2 separate regions of the Anas platyrhynchos genome follow, and region 1 is linked to region 2. The links are chromatin contacts, called in public Hi-C maps. All regions are on one chromosome and are shown on one strand. The core of a region is the stretch at or near the end of the contact, and the rest is flanking DNA. Distances in the headings are between cores, read along the strand shown.

Region 1 (7,676 bases), core at 2,859-5,358, 310 kb after region 2:
ACATTCCTACGGACTGCCAAAACATGTGACAGATGCCTAGAAACAAACCGCTGAGTTTTTAAGTGCTTGTGAGTGGAGACATTCCTCACTCTGCAGCCTTTGGGGGAGCTACAGAGAGAACATTTCATACCAAAAAGCAGTTCTGATCATTTATTAAGAATACATCAGCGCAGATTCTCAGGCCCCAGTGTTTAAAAAACGGCATTATTGGTATGTGTCTTACCTAGACTAAAAGATTTCAGGACTGACCTCGGTCATCTCTTCTCTGGGTCTTTTGCTTTGGTTTGAGTGCTCGCTCTTGCTGCTGTCCCCGCAGCCCTGTCGTGGAACCATGCTGAGAACAGGATCTGGGCACCGATCTGGGTGAAAGGCAATCTGCATGCACACACCAATACTACAATAACTAAGGAGAATATTTTTTTTTCCACGGATTATTTTTAACCTGGTCCAGCTCACTGCTCCAGTTCCCGGCCTGCAAACAGCTTTGTCAGCACTGCCAGGGCTGGGCAGAGCAGAAAATCCTAAAGCCAGCACTGCCTCGGGGGCACACAGATGCTGAGGCTGATGCTGCCATGGGAGAGGTCCTGCTTTCCTCATCTCCTCTGACAGCAGTCCCACCACCACTTTGCTGGTGTCGGCACTCACCTGGCTAGCTTTCTGCAGGGTCAGCCAGCCCGTTCAAAGAGGACGGTAGTGCCAGTATGAGGGACCGGTCCTGCTGGAGCAGCTCTCCCTACCTGCAGCATCACTCCAGTTTTGACAAAACCACAGCTCCAAATTCCCATACAGCTCTACAGTGCTCCCAGAGAGGGCTCCCTGGCTCCATGCACAGATCTAAATCCCAGGCAGGATCATGCCACCCTGCTCACTGACCCTGTCAATGCCTCGTCCTCCTCTCTTACGTTACGTGGCCTCCAGGTGAGCAGGCTCAGGTGGGCTCTCAAGGTGGGCTCAGCAGATGGTGGCACAACTGCCAGGGACCAGAGGAAAGAAAAAATTGGAGGGGGTTGCACCTATCAGTCTGAACTGAGATCAGCGACCTGGCAGCTTCTTGCTTTGCTGTTGAACTCAGCAGGATTTAGTGGCCTCCCAGCGGCCTGTTCATCAGGCTTAACCTGGAGTCATTCATAACAACCCTGCAGGGCACTGCATTTCCAACACATTCATACACCTCTGCCATTAATGGGGAAGACTCATACCAAAGAGAGGAAAAAGACGCAGCCCTGCTGGGTACGGGTGCAGTTCTCCACAGACACCTGCTTTCAAAGAGCTCTTCCCCACACCTCCTTCAGGGCCTCTCCCACCCTGCTGCGGTCCCTGGGAGGTAACTGCGAGTTTCTGGCTGGGTTTCCTTCTTAGTCACGTAATTTCCTTTTTCTGCCTTTTTTTTTGTTTTTGTGGGACTTTTTCAGATTTTCAAAGGGAAAAACCTCTATTCTGATTCTCCATCCAACAACCATTAGTGTAGAAGAGAAATGCCCTTAATTTTCATGTGGCTTCTCCCTGCTGCTTCTAGAGCTAAAAGCTGGCTGGCAGACTCACCAAGCAGCTCATTTCGCACTTCATAAGAGCACCAACGTGACAGTCCTGACAATCTGAGTCCTTTCCATGTGAGGAAAAAGTGTTGTTTAGTTAATGGCAGCACAATTTTCCTTTCCTTTTTCCTTCCTCGAAGCCTGGAGAGCAGACGTGAGCCCTCTGCTATGGACACCATGTCCTGTGGTCACATAGCTATGTGATAGACACTGTATGTGGACTTCTAGAAGAAACTGAATGCTTTTCGGCCTCTCCCTGGGTCCCCTGTGGTTGACAGCCAGCAGGAGGAACCCCCCACCCAGCCTGGCATCCCCCCTCCTCACAGGGTGCCTAAAAACCCCGAGGGTTTTTAGGGAATTTTTAGGGAATGCTGTGGTGCACAGAACATCCAGCAGCTCGCGTGGCAGGGGTCAGACCTTCCAGCTGAAAGAGGTCCCCACCAGCTTACGGACATTTAAAACCAGTTGTTGACAAGCCAGATTCTGTTTTATCCACGTTTGTGCACAATATTTTTTACGCCATAGGCTAAAAGCTCGGTGTCAGTAAAGGAACCCTTTTGTCTCTCCGGGAGACCATCCAGCAGTTCATGAAGGAAGAGATCTGACAGTCTAAAACCGAAAAATTGACACCTAATTACCTCATTCCTAACTGACGTTGCCATTTATAATATTTTTATTTCCTGAGAGCGCAGCAGATGGAGGGGACTTGCGGTGGGTGGCAGAATGGGGTCTGAACACTAGTGAGTCCAGCAAGGAGAAGTGCCGATGCACATGAACGCAAAAATTAATCCTATGTCGTCTTAATGAGGGAGGGGGCAGTTTGCTGAAGAAGGGGGATGCCTTTCCGAGCCAAAAAGGTAGTTTTTTTTTCCAGAGATACCTCAGTCTGTGGTCCTTATGTGCCTAGTTTCTCAACAGAAAAGATGCAAAATCTTCTTTGCGGCGATTTTACTGCCTGACTATTAAACACATAGGGACACACTTTAAGACAAGAGAACTCCCTCCCAATAAATTAGCGTGCCCGTGTTTGCAAGGAGCCATAATAGCTGTTATTTATATTGTACTTAAATATTTAATTTTCTTTGTAAATAAAAGCTTTATGCCTCCCTTTGAGCCTGCTCTTACCGCCTTAGACTGCAACAGTTATGACAAAACTATTACTTCAAATTAACATGGCATTCAGCAGGCATTTGTATTACTTCCATGATTTTTATTGTGTTTTTAATTATTATTTTTTCTCGCAGTTCATTCATCAGTCATATTTACAAGCCCATTGTCCGCCTGGCTGCCAGCGGAGTGTTCTCATACATTTCAGCACATAGACAGAAACTGCAAACTAGAGCAGCTCTGCTAGGATCTCTAATATTTCTGAGGAGTCTGAAGGTGCTGACAGCTTATGGTATGCCTGTCCCAGGCAAGTGCAAGTGCCTCAAAGTCCATCTATCTGTGGTTACTGGTAAGGGTAAAATTACACAGCACGTTTACCCTTTGAGAAGGAATCCTCCCTGGAGAGGTTAGAAATGGGGAACAAAAAGTGTACCGCAGCTGGGGACCTGACAAACAGCACTCATTTAAACTTCAAAATAATCATCCGTGCTGCTGCTGTAAAGCAAGCTCGTTCTGCACTTGTGTTGATTACTTTCCTCATTGTTTGGCCAGACAGTATCTTTAGCCAACTCGAGTCATATACCACGACCTGGTCCTGAAGTCCTGCCACCCCCAAGCCCTCAGTGACAGCACTGGAAGCAGCTCCCGGGTGGCAGGAGCAGGCCTTGATTTTGCTGAGGTTGTGTCCTCGCTACTCTCCTTTCCACACCTCATCCCGTCCCTTTACAGCAGGATGGCAAGGATTAGGGAAGATCGGTATTTCTTGGGACTGCAGACAAGGGTATTTCTCAGGGCTGCAGAAAAAGGGAAGTAGCTCCAAGCACCGGAGCATGTACATTGCCACCACAGCCCTGTTCACATACAAGCTCATTGTCAACCAAAGGAACTGAAAAATTACGGCCATTTATCTATCCCTCGCTTTACCCCCCACTGTGCCTCTTTTGGCAAAGCAGCCAGGCAGTTCGCATTGTTTCAAGTTTAACGCTCGCAGATGGTTTTATTTAGAATTTGCTTTATTGGTGAGACATGTTTCCTCTCTTTATTAAATTATGCCTACTTTTTGTCAGTCATCACGCTGCCCATGATTTCTGCGCAGAGCTCGGGGGGCCGGGTCCTTCTTATTGCTGTCGGGTGGGTTGTGTTTTGTTGCTGGTTTTATTTTGAGGTGGGGGGGGGGGGATTAGAAACGAATCCCTAGGCTCGCCTTTTGCCTTACGGGGGGCAATGACACCCCGGCAGGACCAGGGGCACCCACAGCCCGCAGGAGCCCGCAGGAGCCCGCAGGAGCCCGCAGGAGCCCGCAGGAGCCCGCAGGAGCCCGCAGGAGCCCGCAGGAGCCCCCTCGCTGCGGCCGGGGGCCGCTCCCCCGCCTGTCCCCGAGCTCCCCGGGGGGGCGGCCCGGCGGGCCCGGCCCGGCGGCAGGTGGTGGCCGCGGCGGCGGGCGGGCAGCACGGGGGGAGCCCGGCAGGGCACAGGACGGGACGGGGCCCCTCGGCCGCCGGCTCCTCCGTCCTTAAAAGCCCCCCCCGAGCCCCTGCCCGGCCGGGGCGGCTGCGGGCGAGCAGATCGCCGCCGGCTCGGCGCGGAACTCGCAGGCTCCGGAGCAGGAGGTGGGAATTGAGGGCGGTTTGGGTTTCCTCGCTTTATTTTTTTTTTTTCCTGCTTTGTGCATGTTTTCTTTTTTTTTTTTTTTTTTTTCTTTTTTTTTTTTTCTCCCTTCTCGCTTCACCTCGGGCGCCAAGCACCGGGGCGGGCGTTCACAGGCACGGCCCCGGGAGAGCCCCAGCGGGCCGGGCCGGGCCAAGCCAAGCCGGGCGGGCCGGCGGCGCCTCCCCCCGCCGGTTCGGGGGGTCCCCGGGCTCGGCCCCCGAACGCCCCTCTCTTCCGTTCTCCATGTCATTTCCTGTGCTAATAAGATGGTGGTCACGGCCGGGAGGGAGGGAGCCGCCGCCGCCTCCGCCGAGCCCGGCCCGGCCCCGGGACCCGTCCTCGCCTGCGCCTAGCGAGCGGGGCCGGCGGGGCGGCGGGGAGGCAGGGCGCAGCCAGCCGGGCCCCCCCACACCCCGGTGCGGAGCGGGCACCCCCCCCCCTCCGCCCCCGGGACGCCGAGGCGGGCCCCCCGCGCCCGCAGCGCCGAGGTGAGTCAGCCCCGCTGGTAGCCAAGGTGGCCACGAAAATGGCTGCGGGGGACGGCAGGGAGGGAGGGAGGGCAGCAGCGCGGGGGCCCCGCCCGGGGGTCGCGCCTGGGGGTGGCCGCGGTGGGGCGGTGGCGACCCGCGGCCAGGTAGCGCCCCCTGCTCTTCCTCTTCCTCCTCCTCCTCCTCCTCCTCCTCCTCCTCCTGGCCCCGCCGCTCCCCTCCCGCCCGCGCCGCGGCGGCGGGCGCGCGTCCGCTGAGTGACAGCGCCGGCAGCCAATGGGCGGCGGGGGCGGGCGGGAGGGGGCGGGGCGGAGCGGCCGGGGGCTCCCCGGGGGCCGCGGCCGGGAGCGCCCGGAGGGGAGGGGCTGAGGGGGGTGGGGGGGGTGCTGAGGTGGGGGGCTCCGCGCTGCTTCAGCAGCAGGAAGTGTGTAAAGTTGGGGATATTGGGGTAACGTCATTAAAGTGGTCGTGGTGGGGTTTGTGTGGAGGCTTGCGTGGAGAGGCTGAACGTCAAAATGAGGGGTTTGGGGTCGGTAACCGAGTTATAACCGAGTTATAGCGCCACAGATGAGCTGGGGGGGCTCCAGGGGGAAGAAGGCAGCTGCTGGAGCTTGGTGTGGAGCCCCAAAGCTTGTTCCCGGTGGTGGGAGGGCAGGTGGGAGCTCTTGGTGTGGATTCCCAGCTTGGCGTTGGGAACGTGCATCCGAACCCTGCGAACAACCAGTCTTCCTGAGAACGCCAAAACAAGCAAAAACAGCTTTCCGTCCTCGATTTGGGTTGCAGCTTTCTGGCGGTTGGAGAAATCCGGGCTCTTTAACGGGGTAGGCTTGAGGTTCTCCTTACTGCAGCCTGGAGCTCTCCGAGCACTGGCCCTTCAGCCGCAGGGCTGAGGTAGGGACACGTCTGGTGACCAGGAGCCAGCACGTGCCCCCGCGCTGTCACAGAGCAAGTGCCAGGGCCACAAGCATCCCTGCTCAGCGTCTCTCCCGTTGTATCTCTGCTTCTTGAAGTATTTCACCGCCAGCACTTCTCTGCGGCGCTGCTGCCTGAAGCCCTGCGGTGCAGGGGGAAGTGGCGTGGAGCAGAAATGCCGTGCCGCTTGCTGCAGGCAGTTTTAGCGTCGTCGTCTTCTGCGCTGACCTCCTCTGCAGTAGTCGGGTGAAGAAAGCTTTAATTTCACAGGCGCTGACTCTTCCGTTCTCCCGGTGACCTCCTTTCTGCTAGTGAGGGTTTTCGTAAATAGGAGAAAAAATAAAGCCTGTGGAGCAGTGGTCCTTCTAAAATGATGCTGTGAAATGTTGCTTTTCGAGGATCCCTGCTAGCTGAACTTGCCGGTGAAAGTGGATTCCAGTAGCGAGTCCAACCTCCTGAAGAAAAAACAGAGGACAAGGCGAGAGGCAGGTTCTTGCCTTGCTGAGCAGCATCTTCAGAAAGAAGGTTAGGGAAGAGTGCTCCAGAAACAGAAAGTGTGCAGGTAGAAGAGGCTGAGCAAAGTGCTGTGGAAAACACAAAACAGTTGCATGGCTTCTCGGGAAGGTGAGGGCAGGCAAAGTGGATGGAGGAGTGACCTGGTGAGGAGGGCAGCACGAGCATCCCACGTTAGAGATGTTTGTCTTTAAGATGCCCATCACGCGGTTGGCAGGCACTGCACTGATACCAGAGAGGATTGGGAAGGCTGAGAGCAGGGAGGGAAGCAAACAGAGGGGAAGGGGTGCAAATTTTGAGTTGTCGTCTGGAGTTGGGTTTGCAGTGTGGATCTTTCCGCATCTAGTCGCTGTCCTTACTATGTGGGTTTCTGACTTAAGCTGGAGTTGGTGAGGGTAGCACTGGCGTTTTTCCTCCTTCCATCCCAAACTGCGGACATAATTGCAAGAACCTATATGTTTCTGCCGAGAGACAGTGAAGCAATTCAAAATATTGACACTTAAACCTTTGCCATTATGCTTCCTGGTCAATGCTGTGCTTGTGTGAGCAGGATAGCCTGCATCCCCGAGAGCTGTTGTTCAAAGGGCTCCTCTGTCCGCAACACGGGGAGGCAGCCGTCCAGCCTTTCATACTCGGAACAGCTTCTCTGCAGTCAGAAGGTAAAAACATTATACATATAATTTAAGGTTTAAGCTGCAATCTGCAGAATCTGGCAGCCTCTGGAGAGGGATCGGTAATGCATACTGCAGAGCAGCGCTTCAGCACAGTCCCTCGGTCGCAAACAGCCATCAATAAGGGGCCCATCAGAAGGGTATCGTTAGGGAAGTCGTCCCATTTGAGCACGCTGACGACAAATGGATTCGCTTCTTTGCCCCTTTTCTTTTTTTCCTCCTTAGGTTTTGGCTTTTCAGCCAGAATAGTTTTACTTCCGTGGTCTGATCAGTGAATCTATGGTTTCTGTTAGTGGGCAAATTGTACCATGTCCCACGCCGTGGTAGTTACTTGTAATTTCTGCATTTTCTGAAACGTGCTTTAGGCACTTGTATGAACGTGAGGATTACTGGTGAAAGAGTCTAAGCTGGTGGATCTTTAACATTGAAAGTGAGTGTCTTCCCTTTGAAGGCTTTATAAAAAGCGTAGGTGCCTCGGGTTGTGACTGTCAGAGGGAGGTGGAGGCAGGATTTCCAAAATTCAGCACCTCTCTCAGGAGCCTGCTCTCCAGTACTGTGCTGGCAGCGGTGCTGCGGGAAGGGTTAGCCCGAGGGGGCACTGAAATGAGCTTCAGCAGCGAGGCCAAGCACTGAACGTCAGGAGCACTGCATCTGTGGGCAGGGCACACCTGGGAGCAGTGCTCGCACCCTTCTCAGCGAGCATCGGAGCGCTGCAGGCACGCGGCTTCTGCTGGCTCCCAGCGAGCGCCGCTTCAGAGCGTATCATTTTGAAGGCCAGTAATTGGAGCTGATGTTGGCCA
Region 2 (7,228 bases), core at 1,016-3,515:
ACTGCACTTTTGTTGCTGTTCACTCTAATCATTATTTTTTTTTGTATACAATTAATCCACATCCTAGTTTTGCTAATAAAAGCACAGCTTTGGGCAAATAAAAGGGGTGGATTCCACTTACAGTGCCATGAAAGCACTTCTGCCAACATTAGACTTGACAAAAGCTATAATCTTCAACCATGCTTTGCAGTCTAGCTCTTATTTTACCCTGTGCTATTAAACAGACACTAAATGTGGACTGTAGAGTGTTTTGTTGTTGTTGTTGTTTGTTTGTTTGTTTTAACCTGGAATTTAAGCAGAACAAGTACAGCAGTTCTTAGCTCTGATTTTGATTTTTTTTTTCTCTTTAGGAGATCAACATCAAAAGCATATTTTTTTCAAAGTAAGGCGGTGTGTAGGGATTGCTACAGTGCATGTCACTGTATCCACCTAGCCCCTCAGTATTTGAAATCCTGCCCCTCTGAGATTAACAGCAATTCAAAGATATTTTTTTTTAAAGGAAATAAATCTGGAAACGTTATGGATCCTAATATGTCTTTCTCCTAAACTCTGCTGTCCTTAATGCCAAGTATTTGTCTGAAGCTGCCTAACAGTGGCCACAGCGTCAGGACAGCTGCTTCAGCAACCGCTGCAACGGTGAAGGCACAAGCCCAGGGCTCATTTCCTGCTCTGGTGTTTGTCTTGTCAGGCAGCAACCTGTGCCAGCTGAGCCTCGGCCCCCTTCTTCTCAGAGAGCCTCCAAGAGCAGAGCAAAGCCAGTTGAGCTCCCCTCTCATTTGAGCTGAGCTTGCTGCAGGACTCCAGCCCTGAGACCTCCCATCCTCGCTGCACAGGGAGCACTGCCTGCGTGTGCACTGCTGGGGACGTGCTTGCTTGTAGCCCACTGTCCCAGCATCGTTCCTTCCCAGCCAGGCATGGTTTTACCAGCAAAGAAGGGGCCGTAGGTCCCTCAGCACCATACACAGGCACCTGTGCAGGGCCCGTGCTTTACATTGCAAAGCAGAAGGGCTCTGAGGGCTGTGCAGCTTCTCACAACGCACAGCAAGGCTGCAACCGGCTCCAAAGGTGCAGCAAAGCCAGCTGTGTGGGGCATTAGCAATGCTCTGAGCGGGCATTAGGATTCCCCATGCTGAAGGGACCTCCTGTACTACTGAAACAGGCTGCATCCCAGGGACCTGGGCTGGCGAGCAAAGGCTTCCCCTGGTTCCTCGCAGAATAGGCCATCGCTTGATTGAGTAAAGAGATTAATTCCTTCTAAAAAGAAAGGAGTCATCTGACAGGGAACGGTTGTTTGGTTTGCAATGAAAATGACCCGAGGCCAAAGCAGATTGCTTGGCTGAGTGACCTCTGGGCGGGCGTCTAGCCGCCTCCGAAATGGCATTCGGTCTTTGGCATGACACACCACATAATGGTGGGTTTCTCCATTCCGTGTGTTTTCTTACAAGCACTTTGGTCTAATCACTAGCTGAGAATCCAGCCTACTGTGTACATTGTAAAAGATGCTGTTTATACTTGGGCTTTTAGTTCACCATCTGTGCACAGCTCAGCTGCAACATCTCCGCAGATCTGTTTCTGCACCGTTGCCAACTCCCTGTTGCAAGCCCTCAGAAGAGCATGATTCACGTCGGACTTTCCAGCAAAATTCAAGCTCGTTGCGAGCTATCTTTTAAAGATCTATCCCCCGTCCTCAGAAAACTCAGTGATACAGACCTAATGCTTTTCTACAGCCTCACTTGTTCATGTCTGAGCAGCAATGAAGCATAACCAGCTATACATGCAGCCACTGATGCATACATACCTCCACGCTGCTGTTCCTAACATGTATCCTATTCTCAGAGCCATTGACACAAATTCATTTGGGCACCGGAGCTGCTGGCACACGAGCAATCCATTTGCGCTGCGCCTTGCAATCTCTTTTTATTTTAAAACCAACTCCTTTTTTTTAAAAAAAGAGCCTTTCCACTAATCCTCAGGGGCAATATTCTGAGCCTAGACTTCCTTCCTCAAAGTAGGACACTCATAAGAATCAGAAGCAAGCTACATGCTCAGCATGCATGGATCAGACACCTGAGGATGAAGACAGGCAGGCAAATACAACTTCACTTGCTCCCCCATACCCCCACACCTCTACAGGTGAGCTTACTACGGGCATAAGCCTGACCAGGTGCTTTAATTAAGGACAAAGCCTATTAAAGAGGGAGAGGGGGAAGAGAAAACCCCTTCAATGTGCTGTTTGAGCATCAGGGTGGTTTTATGTGAGGTTAGCTGCTCAGAAGGAGACGCTGGGATGCTGCCACCTTCCAGAAGGACAGGTAGGAGTGTGACCCCAAGGGCTGGCCCTAAATGTGTTTCCAGATACTGCCCCAGCAATTCTGACGCAAAATGCATCCTCTGCTTTGGCAAACAACACTTTTAGGGAGAAAAAGGAGCCTGAGCAAGGCCAGGTTTCCGAGACAGTTTGTTTTCAGGCTGGGACTAGCCTGTATTGCTGCATACAGCTGCAAATGGGGGTGCTGAGACCGTGTGAACCTCCAAAACCCCAGCGTGGCGTGCGTCACCCCTTTCACTTCCACCTCATCCTCTCTGTTCTGCCTGGCACCTGCAGGCCGGGCACCTTCCCTGGCCAGCCCACAGCACAGCTGCAGCCCTCAGTTTCGCCCTGCTGGCCCCCATGATATGCGTGAAGGAGGCCGGGGGCTCGTGTTTGCCCATCGTGTGGCCACAGCTACGGGGCGAGGGGACTCCCCACCTTCCCTTGCCTTAGGGCTGCTGTGGTTTTACAGCCTGCTAGAGGAGGGTTTAAAGTTTACAAGGCAGCAAAATGCCGGGTTTTTAGCAGGTCGGGGGGTTCCCTGTCATTCTGGGGAAGGGCCTCGGGCCTTTGCTTGGCACATGGCGGAGCTGAGGGGGCGGTGGGTGAGGGGGAGCCCGCCCCGGGGCCGGCCGAGCGCAGCCTTCAGCTCCGCCCCGCGGGGTTGGGAGCCCGGCCGGGGACACGGCACTGGAGGGAGGCAGGGAAGGGAGGAAGGAGGCGACACAGCACAGCACAGCCCCGCACAGCAGGTAGGTGAGCGGGGCGGCCCGGCTTGTTTAGGGGGCGAGGGCTGCGGCCCCTCCGCCGGGCTCCGAGCCCCCCCCCCGGTCCCCCCCGAGGGCTCTTCCCGGAGCTTTTCGGGGCTTTTAGGGGATTCCCGAGCTGGGCTGGGCCGGCAGCGGTGTGCTCCGGAGCCTGGCAGCCCCGCTGGGGGTGGTTTGGCGTAAAATGGAGCAAAGGGGACAAAAAAAAACCTGCCCTGGAACCGAAGCGTTGGTTTCTGCCTTCCTGAGCTGCACGGAGCTCGCCCGGGATGGAGCGTGCCCGGGTCTGGGGCCAGCTCTGCTGTTTCCATCTCCTGTTTGAGCTTGGAGCTGGGGCTGGAGAAAACCCTGCGGGGTTTGCTGGCTGTCCAGGAAGCCTGGAAGCCCTGCTTGAGCTCCTCCTAAGGCACTTTCCAACCATAGACATGGGTTTTGGTGTCTGGTGGGACAGTGGGAGGCATCCAGCAGGGGTGAAGGCGGCTCCTGCGGCAAGGACTTCAGGCACTGGTGGTCCTGGACCTGTTACGGGAAACCCAAAGTGAGGTTGGGCATGTCCCTTGCTATATGACATGGTCAATATTGATTTGCCTGAGTGGTGGCTGAGGTGTGGCAGCTGCTGCAGTCGCTATCTGAAAAGCTCTGTCTTCTCCTGGCTTGGATGTTGACCCAAAGAGGGGCTAAAACGAAGCAAAGGTGAAAAATCACAGGCTGTTCCTTGGCACGGGAGAAAAATAACCCTGGAAGCGAGGCCAGCAGTTCCTGGGTGAGCAGTCAGCTGTGGCAGAGCCTGTTTGCTGCCCAGCTCCGTGCTCTGCTCAAAGTCCCCTGGATTATCAGGGTGAGGAATGCCGAGGTGGTTAACAGCAGGCTCACACCTTGGCAGGGTCACCAGTGAAGCGCCAGGCACTGCGTGCTGGAGATGGCTCAAATCACTGCTCGCACGCACTGACAGCTTCAGGGCTGGTGAATTGCCTGGAAGACAGATAAAGCATTGCTGTGGGCAGCTTCATGAGAGGGGCTGGTCTGAGGGTGATAGCAGGGGAGGGGGATAAAACCCAAGCCTGGTGAGATGGATGGGGACCAGAGCCATGCTCTCGTAGGGTCTCATCGCCGTAATCGAGCATGCACGCAGCAGAGCCAGGGAAGCTGGGCTGCTCAGTGCTCATCCAAGGTAAATACAGGGGAAAGGAGGGAAGGAAACTAAGCCAAAGGCAGGCTTTCTCCTGTGGGAAGAGGCACGCACATGGGCTGCCTGGTTCTAGTTCTTTGCTCTCCTTGGTGGAGCTCCAGAACTGGGACACCACCGATTAAAAGCGAGTCAAAGCAAAGCGTGGTGCACGTACACTATTTCTGACACTTGCCGCAGAGGTAAGTGGCCTGCCTGTCTTTAAGGAGCTCAGCAGCTCTGCTATGCCATCAGGAGCATTTTAAACAGCGAATACCACTAGTCCTTTGCCTGGGGACGCTGCTGGGCTGCTGTTTTAGTTTCCCTGCAGTGCAGCAAACAGGTGCCTAACGAAGGGCCTGTTACTCATTACTGCAAAGTTGTTGCCCAGCTGCAACAGACTGCTGATCTCTTGCAGTACGATGATAATCCTGTGGCCATGTGTACCGGAGAAATGCTGAGCTGAAAAAGAGCTACACACGTTGGGATACCCAGCAGCCCAGGGATTTGGAGTTATATAATGCAGAGTTCCCCTCACAGGCAAAAATAATCCCTCTGAAGTCAGGGGGAAGAGTCTCCTGAGCAAGCAAAGGGAAGGTTGAGACTTGGGAGCAGCAGCTGTGCACCTTCCTACAGCTTGAATCCATCCTCCTTGTCCCTGCAGCTGTGGCCCTGGAGGTGATTTGGGAATGGGGAGGGAGAGCACTGGTGTGCTGTGAGGCAGTCCTGCCTACTGGGAGCAAGGGAGCCTGTTTCCCAGGCTTGCCCTAGAAGAAGGGATTTGTGGTCAGTAGATGTGTCTGTGTCCTCTACCAGCACAAAGGCTGCTGCTGTCATCCCATCCTATAAGAACATGTAAATCCCGAGCACCCGGAGCCAGCCTGTCCTCCCATGATGGATGAGTAGCAATTTGGTTGGAAATCAGTAGTGAAGCCTAACTTAACGAGGGGAGCTCTACTGCTGCATAAAATGGCTGAATGCTGCCTTTCAGACATTCATGTTAGTCCTTTCCAGGACATTCCTGCAGCTTTTATAGCATTTCGGTTTCTGGGTTGCTAGGTGCTCAAGTCCTAGGCAAAAATATCCATGCTGGGAATGTTTTATCCCCTACCTTTTTTTTTCTGACTTCTCCCTGGTCCAGCAGCTGGCTTAGCATTGCTTGGAATACGAGGGCAGTGCAATGTGCGATCAGAAACTGAATGTGGAGGGGATTTCCTATACTCAGTGATGTCAGTATCGAGTATGTACTGGGACTTTGGTCCCTGGAGCTCATGTGCTTGTTTTTGAAACATGTCCTGCGATCTGCTCTGCTCATCCCCGTCCCGCTTGTGATCGAGCAATCTGTAGGCTCCTCTTCATGTCAGAGGATACTGTGCTGGCAGGATGCTGTCCCTAACGCTGTGGTTATAACTTCCCACTGGGTCTGAGGCTTGTTTCATGCTGGTGGTGTGGTGCAACCGGGGCACCCTGAGTGCCGTGGAGCTGCTCACGTGTCGGCGTGGACGGGGTCACTGGCAGTGAGTCAGTTCCCCCCTGCTGTTGCCTTGAGTTTTGCACTGACCAAGCAGAGCCAGCGACTGCTTTACAGCATCCTCACCGTGCTCAGAGGGCAGGTGGCAATTCTGATTGTGCTCATTTCTGAAGTTTCTCTGGGAAAAACCACCCAGACCCAAAGGGACTGCCTTGAGGTACCTTCCCAACAGCCAAGGAAGCCACTGAGCTCTTTGCATTCAGTCTCCTTTCTAATGCAGGCTTTGCAGAGAATACCGCACGTGGAAGAACTAAAGAGCTCTCCGAGTTGTGCAGTAGATCCGTGTATTCCCTCAGGAAGCTCTTTTAATTAGAGAAGATCTCTGCTCAAAGGCTGCTGTGCTGAACAGCTCGCCGAACCAGCAGCTGCCTGCAGACCGCGGTGCTGGGGAGAAGCCCTGGTGGTGGAGCACGTGAAGCGAGGTGATGATGGCACAGCCTTCCTCCTCCCGCTCCTGCGAGGCTCTGCTGCTCCTCTCCAGGAGCTGGGGCTTCCCAGAGCTGCTGCTGAGAGGAGGAAGAGGAGAGGGGTCTGCTCCTGCCTGCCCTAGGGACCCGGCACGTCAGAGCTTCCTCTCGCCCACTGCTCCCCGGGGGCGAGGTGCTTTGACTCACAGCTTCCTGGAGAAGGGCTGGGGGGACTGAAACACTGCTGCCGAAAGTACCTGGGGATTTCTGTGTGTTGGAAGTGGCTGCTGCCTTGGCACAAGAGGCTATTTCAAGGGAGGGCTATTTCGAGGAACGGCAAGCGGCTTTAATGCCCAAGACCTCAGGAGCTCCTTTGATGCCGCGGTTCTGTTTGTGGTTTCAGAGGCTGATCGTTCATTCCCAGCCCGTCGTGTCGCAGCTTCAGAGCCTCCAGGGGAGGCTAGCCTGGGCTGTCCCAGCAGTGCTTTACACTCGGTTGTGTTGTGAAGCAATCAGTTCCTGCTTCGTGTCCGTCCCAGGTGGATGGGAAGCTTCACACCCAGCCCAGCTGGCAGCTACGAGCAACACCTCGCAGACCTTATACAGCTCAGTGCTGTGCACCCGGTGTTGTCCCCTGGGAACCTGAACAGTTGCTCCATGTTTGCTCAGAAAACAGAGGACTTTCTGCCACAGGGTGCTTGCTGTCAGGAGAAGCCTGCAGAGAGGTGACCATGTGCCTGCCCAGCATCTTGCTGAAGAGCTCCGTCTGCCTGGGCTGCAGTCCTGCACGGGGTCATCCTCCTCCTGGCTAAGGAGGAGACCACTTGTCATAACTCGGCGGTATTACCAAGTTTGGCTTGATAAATATTGCCGAATTAACGTGAAGTGGAGATGTTTGCCTTCAGGGAGTGGGCTGCGGAGGAAAGAATGCCACATGGTGGGACAGAATAAATGTTATAAATAAATAAATGTCTTCAGCTCTATTAAAAAGTAATGTTAGCCTGAACCATGGTTCTCTGATTAAAGACAAAAAGAGAGCCTTGCTTT

The links. Hi-C and Micro-C count contacts between places; a contact is called where the count stands out from the background.
Region 1: a Hi-C map of liver shows a contact between it and region 2, with 2.2 times the contacts expected there. The contact joins the promoter of PRDM11 here to the promoter of CD82 in region 2. A contact is called at or near these places in 2 of 8 Hi-C or Micro-C datasets (liver and subcutaneous adipose tissue).

What each region holds. Positions count from the first base shown.
Region 1 is chr5:52,914,566-52,922,241 of IASCAAS_PekinDuck_T2T, forward strand. It overlaps PRDM11 (PR/SET domain 11), which reads left to right and starts at 4,109. Exons shown (of 8, transcript XM_027459733.3): 1 at 4,109-4,252.
Region 2 is chr5:52,602,350-52,609,577 of IASCAAS_PekinDuck_T2T, forward strand. It overlaps CD82 (CD82 molecule), which reads left to right and starts at 2,266. Exons shown (of 9, transcript XM_027458168.3): 1 at 2,266-2,312.